Linked DNA regions of Sus scrofa: region 2 is linked to region 1. A link is a contact called in public HiChIP or PLAC-seq data. All regions are on one chromosome and are shown on one strand. The core of a region is the stretch at or near the end of the contact, and the rest is flanking DNA. Distances in the headings are between cores, read along the strand shown.

Region 1 (7,376 bases), core at 3,159-5,658:
TATTTTATTTTATTTTATTTTATTTTATTTTATTATTTTTGCTTTTTGCTTTTTAGGGCTGCACCCTCGGCATATGGAGGTTCCCAGGCTAGGGGCTGAATCGGAGATGTAGCTGCTGTCCTATGCCACAGTAACGCAGGACCCGAGACGTGTCTTCAAACTACACCACAGCTCATGGCAACGCCAGATCCTTAACCCACTGAGCAAGGCCAAGGATGGAACCCACAACCTCATGGTTACTAGTTGGATTTCTTTCTGCTGTGCTGCAATGGGAACTCCCTGTATACTGTTTTAAAAGGCAAAGTCCTGTGAGTAGATAATAGAACCTAAGTAAATTAAAATAGGTTGGCTTTTTTTTTTTTTTTTTTTTTTTTTTTTTTTTTTTTTTTTTTTTTTGGTCTTTGGTCTTTTTAGCTCCACACCCTTGGCATATGGTCGTTCCCAGGGTAGGGGTCTAATTGGAGCTGTTGCTGCCAGCTTAATGCCAGAGCCACAGCGAAGTCAGATCCGAGCCATGTCTGCGACCTACACCACAGCTCACAGCAATGCCAGATTCTTAACTCACTGAATGAGGCCATGGATCAAACCTGTGTCCTCATGGATGCTAGTCAGATTCATTTCCACTAAGCCATGACGGGAACTCCCAAATAATACTTCTAACAGGTTGTTGCTATTTTCTCTGGGGCTAAATTTGTATATAACTACTTTGTGCAGATAATAATCTTTTACATTTTTTAACTCTCTCTCTCCCTCATTCCTTCCCTCCATCCATCCATCTGTCCTGCTCAATGCACTATGCTAGGTTCCATAGGGGATAGAAAGAAGCACAAGACATAGTCTTGTCCTCAAGAATAGCTTACCATGGAGTTCCCATAGTGGCTCAGCGGTTAATGAATCCGACTAGGAACCATGAGGTTGCGGGTTTCATCCCTGCCTTTGCTCAATGGGTTAAGGATCTGGCATTGCCGTGAACTGTGGTGTAGATTGCAGACTCAGCTTGGATCCCATGTTGCTGTGGCTCTGGCATAGGCTGGTGGCTACAGCTCCGATTAGACCCCTAGCCTGGGAACCTCCATGTGCCATAGGAACAGCCCTAGAAAAAGGCAAAAAGACAAAAAAAAAAAAAAAAAAAAAAAAAAAGCTTACCATTTACTGAAGAAAAAAATATGTGCACACACAAAAAAAGATTAACAACCAGAGTGCTATATGATAAATCACTAATAAATAATATGAGCTCACATACTCTAGAAGATCCAAGGAAGATACTTTGGGCTGGGATAATGTGATGTGTTGACTGAATCTGAGGGATAGTCCAATAGAATGGTAGGAGCACAAGACAATAAATTGGAAGACCAGGTATTCACTTCTACCACTTAGCATTAGAAACAACCTTGTGACCTGAGCTTTTAGAACTTAATTACTCTCATCTGTAAATTGGGAACCATGATTGTGATAAAACTTTCTCTGTCTACTTCTTCAATTTGTGAATCACATAATCAAATATGGTTACATAAAGATGTTCTGAAAACATTAAAGAACAATCCCAACCTAAGGGTGTGCTGTTTTAATTTTTCATAACCTACCATAGTGCTCATGCTCAAACATCACTAATAATTAAAAAATGTTAGGAGTTCCTGTCATGGCTCAGCGGTTAACAAACCTGACCAGGATCAGTGAGGATGAGGGCCAGTGTCTGCAGCTCCGATTTGACCCCTAGCCTGGGAACTTCCATATGCCATAGGTGCAGCCCTAAAAATCAAGAAAAAAAAAAAAAGAATAGAAAGAAAAGAAAAGGAGTTCAAGATAGAGGAAAGATAGTGAATTTTAATCACAGAAATCTGAGGTAGCTATGAAACATGAAGGTAAAGATGCCCGGATGCCCAGAAGACAGTGGTTATATAGACATGGGACTAAATGGAGAGGTCCTGATTCAATATAAAATATGAATCATGAGGATATAATTGATAGTTGAAATCATGGGCTGACATGAATGAACTTTTTTTTTTTTTTTTTTTTTTTGTCTTTTTGCTTTTTCTAGGGCCACTCCCTCAGCATATGGAGGTTCCCAGGCTAGGGGTCGAATCGGAGCTGTAGCCACTGGCCTGCGCCAGAGCCACAGCAACACCAGATCTGAGCCGTGTCTGCAACCTACACCACAACTCACGGCAATGCTGGATCCTTAACCCACTGAGCAAGTCCAGGGATCGAACCAGCAACCTCATGGTTCCTAGTCGGATTCATTAACCACTGTGCCACGACGGGAACTCCATGAATGAACTTTTAAAACAAAATAAAGGGAGAGAAACTTGGAAAAGGCTATGGTAAGTCTTCAAGTTTTATAAGGTAAAATACATGAAGCCATATGCCTTTTTGTTCAAAGACAGTTTGAATAATATAAAATTATATTTCCTGTGTAAATACTGAGTTTGGAATAAAATTACCACTGTGGTGTACATGAATTTTAAAAAATACTGTCATCTGATGAAAACAAATGTTATAGATTAGATTTGTAAGAAATTTACAGCAAGATTTATCAAAAAGACACTTTTTTTTTTTTTTTTTTTGTCTTTTTGCCTTTTCTAGGGCCACTCCTGCGGCATATGGAGATTTCCAGGCTAGGGGTCTAATCAGAGCTGTAGCCGCCGGCCTATGCCACAGCCACAGCAATGGGGGATCCACGCAGTGTCTGCGACCTGCACCACAGCTCACGGCAACGCTGGATCTTTAACCCACTGAGCAAGGCCAGGGATCGAACCCGCAACATCATCGTACCTAGTCAGATTCGTTAACCACTGCGCCACGACGGGAACTCCCAAAAAGACACTTTAAAACAACAAAATTATTTTTTTAAATATCCAAAAGAAGCTTAACTTTATGTCAAACATCTGAAAGAACAAAAACATTCCAAGAAAATATAAAGAAAAAATATTTCAAAAATCAGCTAAAATGTAACTGTAAGGAATTCTATCCTGTACTTAATCTCTATCTTGATACTCTGTTGTAACTTCATTTCTTTGATTCTGCCACTTGACTTCACACAGAATGCTGTGTTTTTTATCTGCATTTGGGACCCTGTACATAGTATATATGTACTCGGAAAAAACAAAAACTCGTCTCTTCCATGACAGGGTGAGAGTTTGAACAGATGAGACTGTGTGAAGCAGGAAATGGTGGTAGATGCTTACCACTTCAGAGAAAAAGTGGGCTTAGTCCTTTCTAGCACCAAAGGGCCAATTTTTCAAAGCTACAGAAAGATAGAATCAGCTTAATATTATTACACTGGTAAAAATTTTCTGGAGTTCCCATCATGGCTCAGCCAAAATGAATCTGACTAGGAACCATGAGGATGCAGGTTGGATCCGGGCCTCGCTCAATGTGTTAAGCATATGGCATTCCGTGATCTGTGGTGTAGGTGGCAGATGAAGCTCAGATCTGGTCTTGCTGTGGCTGCGGTGTAGGCGGGCAGCTGCAGCTCAGATGTGACCCCTAGACTGGGAACCTCCATATGCCGCAAGTGCGGCCCTAAAAAGACGCCCCTCCCCCAAAAAAAGAATTTTCTGACAATTACAGCTATCCAACAAAGGAAAGGCTGTTTCAAGAGTTGGCAATCCTTGAAGCAATTGGAATGTAAAAACTAGGAGAGCCCTTAGCTTTAGTCTTTAGATCTTCCCAAACTTTTTCATGCCATTGTCCACGCAGAAAAATGGTTGTACAAAACGCATCGACCAATATTTTAAGGCGTACCTGCCACTGTTCTCAGGGCTTTGGTTGGGAGTACTCTGATCTAGTCCAACATCCTCATCTGCAGAAGGGAGAAATTAAATCTTAGAGGATGCGACATTCCCCGATTAGGATGTTAATACCGGATCTAGGATTCTAGTTCCAGACTATTAACTAGTCAATGTCTCCTCCCCACAAATTAAGCAGGGTTGGATATCAAGTTTGAAGTCTGGGTCAGCGACAGCTGCAGTGGATGGGAAGATGGTCTGGATCTGTATTGCTTTAAATGTGGCCCCATGACCATTTGTTAAACCTTAAGGATCCTGTTAAAAACGCGGAGACCTGGGAACCCACACAGGTACACTGAATCAAGCTCAGCAGCAAGGCCCGGAAATCTGCATTCAAAGGTTTGAAACCAGGCTCCACCCAACTCGTCGTCAGTAATTTTGACTCTGAGCTCCAGCTCCTGCTTGAACTTAGGCACTCTGCTGGGCGCAAAGCACCCAGCCACCTGACCTCAGAGCAGCGTGGGCGACACAGGTACTCGCGGTAAAACTGTCTGTTGCGTACTAGCCCTCCCTGCCGTCACAGGCAGACGCCAGCCACTGCCTCCATCAGCCTCCTGGCCCCGCCACGGAATACGCTGTGGAAGCGGGGGCCGGGGGCGGCTCAGCAGCGCCCCCTCGAGGCCAGGGCCCTCCGCAGGCGAGCCGGGCTGCGGTTTCCCTTCTCCGCCCCCGAGCTCCTCCTCCTTCGTCGTAGTCCCGCCCACCTAGGAAGCGACTACTGCGTCTGCACCTTTTTCCTTGTCCCCGCCCCCTATCTAAACCGGATGTTGACTGATTTCCCATAGTGCCTCGCGAGTGGCGGGCATGATAGCGAGGTCTGAAGAGTTGCTTGCGAGTTCAAGTCGTCATTGTTGGGGTTGTTCTCTTGCGCTCGGGAGCTGCACAAGATTGGGGCCTGGTCAGTGCTTTGTCTACGGGTGCAATGGCGCTTCTCCGGGGCGTGTGGGGCGTGCTGAGTGCCCTGGGAAAGTCAGGAGCGGACCTCTGTGCGGTTTGTGGAAGTCGACTGCGCTCTCCGTTCAGGTAGGACTGCTTACCTTGCGCCTCGGGAGGCGGCAGGGCTCACGATGCCCTGCAGTTGTAATGTGGAAGCTTTTCTCCGCTTTCTGTTCCCCCAAAAAGGTCAGGGCCACCTTGGTCCTGTGATTCAGACCTCGACCTTGCCAAGGGGATGGTGGCTTTGAGACAAGGCCTCACTCCATCAGTACCCCGTGCCTTGCTTCCGGCCCTCCCCACTGTCTATACTTGGAGCCCGCGGTTTGGCATCCCCCTCGAAGCTCCCAGATTCTCCCGCCTTCGTCTAGGCACTGAGAAGGCGGGGCGCAGGAGCTGGATTATACATATTTTCCTCCACTTTCTGCCCTTCCTAGAAAGTAAGGGCTTGGAGACTTCAGTTTTACGAGCTCCTCCATCTGGCTGGGACAGGATTTTAATATCACTAGCTGTCTAATCGAAGGTGTTAGATAGCATCTTGATGACATCTCATTTGATATCTGTGTTCATATACATGTGAATATGAGCACCTAAATGCTTATTAACATTTGTTTTCTTTTTATTTGTACGTAGTTTTGCGTATGTACCAAGATGGTTTTCATCCACCCTGAGTGGTTTTCCAAAGAAGCCTATGACTTCATACGTTCGATTTTCTAAAGAACAGCTACCCATATTTAAAGCTCAGAACCCAGGTAAGGAGTTTTGGGCTTTGTACTCTTCTCTTATGTAATATAGAGGCCACTAAGCAGTTAAACTGCAAACTTAATATTCATTACCAAAGCATTCAGTGACGGCAAAACGTAACCATTCTGTGTGATGGTCTGTAAAACAGCAGATGTATTTTTTTACCAAACAAAAATGTCTTATTATTTTTGCTTTTCAGGGCCAAACCCTAAGGCATATGGAGGCTCCCAGGTTAGGGGTCCAATCAGAGCTACAGCTGCCGGCCTACACCACAGGCACAGCAACACAGGGTCCGAGCTGTGTCTTCAACCTACACCGCCGCTCACAGCAGCACCAAATCCATAACCCACTGAGCGAGGCCAGGGATCCAACCACAACCTCATGGTTGCTGATCGGATTTGTTTCCTCTGCACCACTACGGGAACCCCAAAAAAGTATTTTTAGAATAGCATCAGGTAGAGTGGAAAACAGCCAGGAAAAAGAATGAAAAACCAAAATTTGGGGCCTAGTTGCCATTAGTCTAGAGGACCATTGATGAATCATTTTACCTCTGGCTTAGCTCCTTCTGCCACTGGGAATTGTTAATGAAGTTGAAATGAAATAACTTATGTGGATGTGTTAATGTAAACTTTAAAGCTCTATACAAATTACTGTTGATTTCAAGAGCTTTGGGAGTTGCTGTTGTGGTGCAGTGATTAATGAATCCTACTAGGAACCATGAGGTTTGGTCCCTGCCCTTGCTCAATGGGTTAACGATCCGGCGTTGCTGTGAGCTGTGGTGTAGGTTGCAGACACGGCTCGGATCTGGCGTTGCTGTGGTTCTGGCATAGGCTGGTGGCTACAGCTCCAATTTGACCCCTAGCTTGGGAACCTCCATATGCCGCGGGAGCGGCCCAAGAAATAGCAAAAAGACAACAAAAGAGCTTTTTCACTGAAAGTTTTTATCTTTAGTTCCTGGAAAATTTCCAATTAGGAGGTTTGTTGACTACTTGAAAGGCTATGGATCATTATTTGGTTTATAGTGTAAAGATAATGATTAAACTAGTAATAGCTGGAGTTTCCAGTCATGGCTCAGTGGTTAACAAATCCGACTGGGAACCATGAGGTCGCCGGTTGGATCCCTGGCCTTGCTCAGTGGGTTAAGGATCTGGTGTGAGCTGTGGTGTAGGTCTCAGACAAGGTTCGGCTCTGGAGTTGCTGTGGCTGTGGTGTAGGCCAGCGGCTACAGCTCCAATTAGACCCCTAGCCTGGGAACCTCCATATGCCTCGGGTGCCGCCCCAGAAAATACAAAAAAGGACAAAAAAAAAAAAAAAAAAAAAGGAAATGGGGAATAATGAATTGGTTTTAGAATGGTTTGTCTGCAAATTGTATTTCTATAACTGAAATACAAGGTAGTGTTATATAAATCAAGACTGTATTTTGTTGTTTAGTCAGGTTTTATGAACTTGATAATTCCTGAAAGACTTGAGAAAAATGTTTTGATTGAAATATGAAGTAAAAAACTTGTAGGCATTGATTACCCAATTGCTTAAACTGATCATTCTGAGAATCATTTTGGTGGTAAGTGATATACTCCTTAATTATTAGATAATAGACTTTAACAATGTTAGATATGGAGTTCCCGTCATGGCCCAGTGGAAACGAATACAACTAGGAACCATGAGGTTGCAGATTCAATCCCTAGCCTTGCTCAGTGGGTTATGGATCTGGCGTTGCCACGAGCTGTGGTGTAGGTTGCAGATGCGGCTTGGATCTGGCGTTGCTGTGGCTCTGGCGTAGGCTGGCAGCTATAGCTCCGATTAGACCCTAGCCTGGGAACCTCCATATGCCACAGGTACGGCCCTGAAAAGCAAATAAAAAAAAGTTAAGTAAAATTTAAATTATTATGTTTAAATTAGTTTAGAGAAAAG
Region 2 (7,376 bases), core at 3,222-5,721, 90 kb after region 1:
ACATTGTAAATCAAACATACTTTAATAAAACTTTTAAAAAAGGAAAAAAAACCCTAAATAAAATATACTTAAAAAAGCAGGTATTAGTTTTAGAAAAGGGATTAAAAAAAAAAGGAACTGTAATCATAGTATACTGTTTGCAGGAAAAAGAATTATGAAGTCAAAGCAACATAAGCATTAATTGCTGATGTGACTGAGATAAATTCTTGGGAAGATGGGCATTATGGGGGATATAACATAAAAAAGAGCTAAATCTCATCTATGATATAAAGAAGTTAATAGGAAATGTCAAATATTGATAAACTGAAAAAAGCAGTATAACAATATAAAATATTTAAATCAAAACTATGCTGAGGTACCATTTTCTCCCTGTTAACACTGGAAAAACCCAAAGCCTGGCGACACACACGGCTTGTGAGTATAAATTGGTATCACTCCCCCCTCCAAAGGACATTTTGATAATTAAGTATCAAAGTCACAAACGTACACACTCAGCAGTCCAGCCTGGGGGTTTTATTCTTTAGGTTTCCTGGCATAGTTGTGAAATGATATTTGCACAAGATTTACTCAATGCAGACAGTCTGTGATAGCAAATGACCAGAACCTGGGTAGAGTGAAGTTAGGGACATGAAAGTTTTCAGGAAGTTCCCTTGTGGCTTAGCAGGTTAAGGACCTGGCATTGTCACTGCTGTGGCATGAGTTTGGGAACTTCTGAATGCCACAGGTGAAGCCAAAACAAACAAAGAGAGCGTGAGATCATCAAATTCAGCACTCTCATTTTACAGATGAGAAAACTAAGGTTCATAATGGTGAAGTGACTTATCCAAGGTCACAAAGGGAGAAGGGATAAACGGGACTTCTGTTTTTTTTTTTTTTTTTTTTGTCTTTTTTTTGCCTTTTCTAGGGCTGCTCCTGCAGCATATGGAGGTTCCCAAGCTAGGGGTCTAACTGGAGCTGTAGCTGCCGGCCTACACCACAGCCACAACAACACAGGATCCGAACCAGGTCTGCAACCTACACCATAGCTCACAGCAACCCCAGATCCTTAACCCACTGAGCAAGGCCAGGGATCGAACCTGCAACCTGATGGTTCCTAGTCGGATTCACTAACCTCTGAGCAACGAAGAGAACTCCAGAAATTTATTAACACATGCCAGAATCTTAAATTTCAATATGCTAGCAATCCCTAACTTCGTCATAGTGAATAAACAATCTTCATTAAGGAAGAGACAGAAGGGAAGTAAAATAAGAACACAGGCTTTTACTCAGGTCAATCTTTGCTGAAGTTCTCGATTATTTTTTTTTCTTTCTTTCTTTCTTTCTTCCTTTTTTTTTTTTTTTTTAAACGGGCTTTGTCTAAGGCACATGGAAGTTCCCAGGTTTGGGGCTGAATCAGAGCTGCAGCTGCCAGCTTACACCACAGCTGCTGCAACACCAGATCCGAGCTGCATTTGTGACCTATACCACAGCTCACGGCAATGCTGGATCCTTTAACGTACTGAGCAAGACCAGGGATTGAACCCGTATCCTCATGGATACTAGTCAGATCCTTAACCTGCTGAGCCACAATGGGAACTCCCTCTCAATTATTTTCAAGGCACTGAGATGTCACACTCAGTATCTGAGTCAGCTTACTGTCCTTTTAAACAGATTTTTATTTATTTATTTATTTTTGTCTTTTTAGGGCCGCACCTGCAGCATATGGAGGTTCCCAGGCTAGGGGTCAAATCCCAGCTGTAGCCGTCGGCCTATACCACAGCCACAGCCACGCCAGATCCAAGCCATGCCTGCCACCTACATCACAGCTCACGGCAACACCAGATCCTTAGCCCACTGAGCGAGACCAGGGATCAAACTGGCAAACCTCATGGTTCCTAGTTGGATTTGTTTCTGCTGTGCCATGATGGGAACTCCTTAAACAGGTTTTTATAAGCACACATGGTGTTTTCCCATGGATGTGAGGACTAAGCAAAAAGATGGTTTTGTTGGTGATATTGTTAAGAACTAATTTTTTTTCTTCCTTAAAATCCAGTCTGTACATCTGAAACACTGTAAATCAACTATACTTCCAATTTAAAAAAATAATTTCATCTAATTATAAAAAAAAATCCAGCCTGATATTTTATTCAAATAATTTCTGATGTGATGACCTGTTTAGTTATGGAGAAGGAAGTGCATGGAGTTAGAAAACATGGGGTTTACTTCTGGCTCTGCTGCTCTCTGCAATAAAAGACATGGTGTTCCCCTTTAGCTCCCTCAGAATTTGACCTCTCCTCTGTAAGATAACGGCACCAAGGCAGAGAAGGGGCTGGCTAACCCCTTCCTTTTCAAAAATTCTATGATACTGACAGTCTTGACCTAACTTCCTAGAAATGGTTTTATGGAAACCAATGAGAAATTGGTCTTTAAAAAAATGCTGCATGGTAATTCAACTTCTTGTACCAATTAAACATGTAGATATGCTGGTATAAGCAACAAAACAATGAGAGCATGCAAGATGAGCAACCTATCTTATCTACCTAGGTGGTAAGTATGTAAAGAAATATCCAAGTATGTAGAGAAATATGTCACAATAAATTTTTGGATGTACAAAGATCAAAGGGATAAAAAAGGAGTGAAATTCTCCTTTTGGTAGGTGTGGGGGAATGATGCCTAGGAACCTTAATTCTTGGAGTTCCCTTCGTGGCTCTGTGGTTAACAATCCTGACTCGGTCTTAATTCTTAAAGAACACCTCTGATAATTGTGACGCACAGCCTGACTGAAGAGCCATTTCTGGGAGTGATCTGGTAACTACTCTGCTGTTATTTAACAAATTTCCTCATGTTTTTGATCTTTCGTGTTTAATAAATCATTGTTAATGTGCATACTTTTTTAATACACATCATCTGCTCATGACAAAAAGCACAGTTGTTTATAATTCTGTTTGTTTTCTTGAGACCACTAGATTGTGCATGTCACAACTCTGAATGAATTTCAATGTGAGTGAAATGTCTGGCAGGAAAAGGCATGGTTTGAGACACAGGACCAGACAAAAATGCTATGTGGAGTCTTTAATAAAAGAGCATAGCCCAGTGCTCTCGGGAGTGGGCCAAATTCATGGAAGCAGTGTAGTTCAGTGAAAACTGAGGTGGAATTTAAAGTCGCATGTTTTCTGTGCAGACCCTGATGACATCATTTGATAACCATACGCTCTTAGTATCTTAATGTTCTTACACTCATGTTTATAAGATGTTTTATGTCTCACGCTGAAGTATGACAATAAAAAGAAAAAACATAGAGAACCAAGACGGGACCTGACACCAGACAGGCACTCAAGTTAATCCTGATGTCCTTCCCAAGAAAAGAAAGGAAAGGAGAGGAAGGAAAGGAAAGTATTTCCAGTCTCAGAGAAGAAAAACTCCAACTCACCTGGAACTCGGTCATTTCCTCTTGTCAGCAAGGACAGACTCCTGGAAAGGTAGAGTTAGGGAAAGCGAAAAATCCATGTAAATCACGTCCACTTTGCAGGACACAGACAAGCCAATCCAGCAAGACTGTAGGAAAAAAGTTACTCAGCTCCTGCAACCTTCCTTCATACACCCTCTGCTGGGGTACCCTTCCTGTCTCTCCATGCTGCACCTCCCTCACCTCTCTCCACTGGGCTTCGGATCAAATATGCCAAGCCTCCCCCGCAAACCCACCAGGGTAAGAAATTCCCATCCTTCCCAGCAGCTCTTAAGATGTGCCCATTTCCCCAGGCTTCGCGGATTTTTTTGCCCTCAAGTTCTAGTTAGAGCAGTAGGAGCTGTCGGGTTAGATGTATCGCCTCTCCGGAGAGATTTCGGCTGCCCGACACCTGACGGCCTGACTCGTTTCTGGGGTGCACGGCCTGTGACGCACTCTCTTTTCACCGAGGACAGGGCTGTGGGGATGGAAACTTCAGTCCCTCAAAGGCCCCCTCTCGGTCCCTTAACGTCCACCGAAAATCTCCTTCGAGTAGGGCCAGTCACCGGCGTGGAAAAGGCCGGTATGGCCAACTGCGAAGCTCCCAGGCCAGCCGAGGCCGGAGCTCAGGCAGGCGAGAGGAGGGCCATTCGGAACCGCGGGCGGCTCAGCAGTGGGGGCCGCCTGGTCTCAGGTGATCGCCGCCGATCCTGGGAACGCAGCAGCGGCCGAAGCGCGTGGGCACACGTGCGGCCCGCGTTCTCATCTCCGCCAGGGCGCGCGCCCTCCCACGGCCGCCCGCCAGGCTTCCGGGTCCCTGCGGTCCAGCGCCTGCCCCGCAGCGTTCCCACAACTAGACAGCCAGATGCTTCGCTGCGGGCTGCTCCGGGCTGCGCCTTCTGCCAGACAGCTCTCACCTCCCACTTGGAGTCGGACACCTGGAAGCGCAAGATTCGCAACACTGGCAACACTGACCCGCACCCGCGCCTATGTGCCGAACTACAAGTCCCAGAAAGCCGCGGGCGGACCACGCCCACTTCCGGCGCCGCCCTGGGACCTAGCGCGGCGCGGCGTGGGAGGATAGTATCACGAGCTCCGTCCAGTGCCCTTCGCGGTTGTTTGAGGTCTGCGTCTGGTTCCTTGGAGTTATCCGTGTTAGTGCGTCTGTGTGTTTTAAATTATAAACGCATAAGAATTATTTTAGGAATACTCATTAAAGTGTATTTTCGTTTTATTAAAGCGCTAATGGGGTTAAAGAATGTACATTACCCGTAATTTTTTCCTCTCCTTCAAAAATCAGAAGTTCATTCATTTAGCGGCTTATACAAATATGCTTTTTGAAAACAAAAATGAGGTCATGCTGTATATAGAGGCCTGCAGTTTGATTTGTAAAATTTGATAGTACTGTGTATCATAGATTACACAGAAACCTTTCTCTCTGAGGCCCTTTTAGTTCTTAATGCCTTCAAGGGAATGGCACCAAAATTCTCCTCAGTGGCTTCTCCATTGTTTTCACCCCTCACTGAATGACACAGGGATGCTCACTTGGTCTCTCTGGAATACTTTCCCTTCAGATTAATCCTGGAGATGAAAGAGCTGTTTTCTAGTCCTCTCGTCTTTGTCTCTCCCCTTCTTGGTGTAGTTTCCAGTTGCTGCTGTAATAAATTACCATAAACTTAGTGACGTATCACAGACGCAAATTTCATCTTTTACAGTTCTGGGAGGTCGGAAGTCTGAAATCAGTTTCACTGCACTAAAGTCAAGGTGTCAGCACTGCTGGGTTCTTCTGGAGGTTCTAGAGGAGGATCTATTTCCTTGCCTTTCTCAAGGTAATTCATGGTCTATGTTCCTTGGTTTGTGATCTCTTCCTACGTCTTCAAAGCATATGACTCCAATCTCTGCTTCCTTTGAAGTTAATAAGGTAGCTTGATAGTTACTTTCTCTGGTGCAGACTCTTCCAGAGAACTAACTACATGTGATTACATCAGGCCCACTTGGTTAATCCAAAACAATCTCTCCACATCATGATCTTAAATTTTGTCACATTTACAAATCCCTTTTTGCTCTATAAGGTAGCACTCATGGTTTCTGGGGATTAACGTGGATATTTTAGAGGGCCTACCACATTTGGAGAGCCTCCTCCTCGGAGGTGCTCTCCTGCCTTTGGTCTGGGGAACAAAAGATCTCTCTGGGACCTGATGTTCCCCTAAATCTTCCCTATCCATCCCATCACTCTTGCCCTGACTCTCACGCCTTTATGTTCTCATTTTCCACCCCACCCAATTTAGAGGGAGTGGCTCATAATTATGATCAGTGTCTTGCTCCTATCTTCCTTGGTTTTATTTTCCTGATAAAATATCAAATCTAGTTGAATCCAACTCCTTGCCTATTTCACACCTGTACCTGTGTAGCAGATGTGTCCTGAGAAAAATATGGCTCTGGTGATTGGTCTCACTTTCAGTTTATGACTGCTAAGGTCAAGTGGGCCGTCAGTGCTGCTCAATTATCCCATTACACTTTCTTAGTTCATTCATTCTCCTAAATGACTATCTCACAGTTTCTCGTCTTTCTTCAAGCCTCCAATAACTACTTCTCTCATCTCAATCACAGCTGATGACCCTTGCTTTCTCTGAGAAGAGAGAACTTTTATACCCTCACACAAGCACATCTGCCCACCTCTTTCCACTGGAGCCTATTTTTTCTACCTTCCATTCTGAATGAACCGCCCCAGTTTCTATTTAAGAAAACTTGGAGTTCCCATTGTAGCTCAGTAGGTTAAGAATCGGACATGGTATCCATGAAGATGCGGGTTCAATCCCTGGCCTCGCTTGGTGAATTAAGGATCTGGTGTTGCTGCAAGCTGTGATGTAGGTCTCAGATGTGGCTTGGATCCTGGGTTGCTGTGCCTGTGGTGTAGGCTGGGGGAGTGGGGAGGGGGAAAGAAAAGAAAGAAAACTCTCCGTTTGTACCCTGAATCTTATCCCCTTCCTCACACATGAGGGCATTCCCTTCTCTCTTCTGTGTTATCAATTTTCATTCTGTAAGAACTTGGGAGATCTTCATTTGGGGGCTATATCTTCTGTGTGTTAAGGTCTTGGGAGGAGCACTAGTCAGGGAGCATCTGAGTCCTTAAGTCTATCTGGGAAGCCCTTAGGAGACATGCAGAATTAAAGGTGGAGGCACTTCTCTTTCTTCCTGGGTGATCTGCTTTGGGCTCGTGGCCCAGTGTTCATCCTTGCCTATGAACAGCACTGTGCAGTAGGGGTTCTTCCTCATTCACTCTTCTTTTTTATTTTTTTTTAATTTTTAAAGAATTTTTTAATGTTTTTATTTTTTTTGTCTTTTTGCTATTTCTTTGGGCCGTTCCCGCGGCATATGGAGGTTCCCAGGCTAGGGGTCCAATCAGAGCTGTAGCCACCAGCCTACGTCAGAGCCACAGCAACGCAGGATCCGAGCCGCGTCTGCAACCTACACCACAGCTCACGGCAACGCCGGATCGTTAACCCACTGAGCAAGGGCAGGGACCGAACCCGCAACCTCATGGTTCCTAGTCGGATTTGTTAACCACTGTGCCACGACGGGAACTCCTCATTCACTCTTCTTAAAAGGAAGGCACAGAGGCTGTGAGAGAGAGGCAGTGACTTGCCCAAGGTCCTGCTACTACTAAATGGCAGAGCCAGTGTCCAAACCCAGCACCTTGGGTATTGAACTGGGTCACTTCCACTGTAGCACATTTTTCATCTCATCTTTTCAGCACATCACAGTTGGAACAGGTCAGGCTAGAGATGAGGAGAGGATTTTCTGTTGGACCCCTTGGGCCCCACCTCCCAGTCCAGCCTGCTGGGGTGATTGCTCCAACCCAGAAGTGCCCCAGACCAAGCTGCGTAGTGGCAGATGCAGACCTGGCCATGCTGGACTCCTGAGAAAGCTGGAGAAACCACAGTTAGAGCTG

What was found. HiChIP or PLAC-seq counts read pairs in DNA pulled down with a chosen protein or histone mark.
Region 2: a contact with region 1 is called in an H3K27ac HiChIP or PLAC-seq map of alveolar macrophages. The contact joins the promoter of ZNF239 here to the promoter of TFAM in region 1. A contact is called at or near these places in 1 of 5 promoter capture datasets (liver), 4 of 47 Hi-C or Micro-C datasets (alveolar macrophages, heart right ventricle and liver) and 1 of 2 datasets of contacts at active chromatin or transcription factors (alveolar macrophages).

The regions. Positions count from the first base shown.
Region 1 is chr14:92,276,763-92,284,138 of Sscrofa11.1, reverse strand. TFAM (transcription factor A, mitochondrial) reads left to right here and starts at 4,408. Exons shown (of 7, transcript NM_001130211.1): 1 at 4,408-4,811; 2 at 5,355-5,473. The coding sequence starts at 4,711.
Region 2 is chr14:92,186,920-92,194,295 of Sscrofa11.1, reverse strand. ZNF239 (zinc finger protein 239) reads right to left here and starts at 4,471. Exons shown (of 3, transcript XM_021073009.1): 1 at 3,410-4,471. It also overlaps the pseudogene LOC102167823.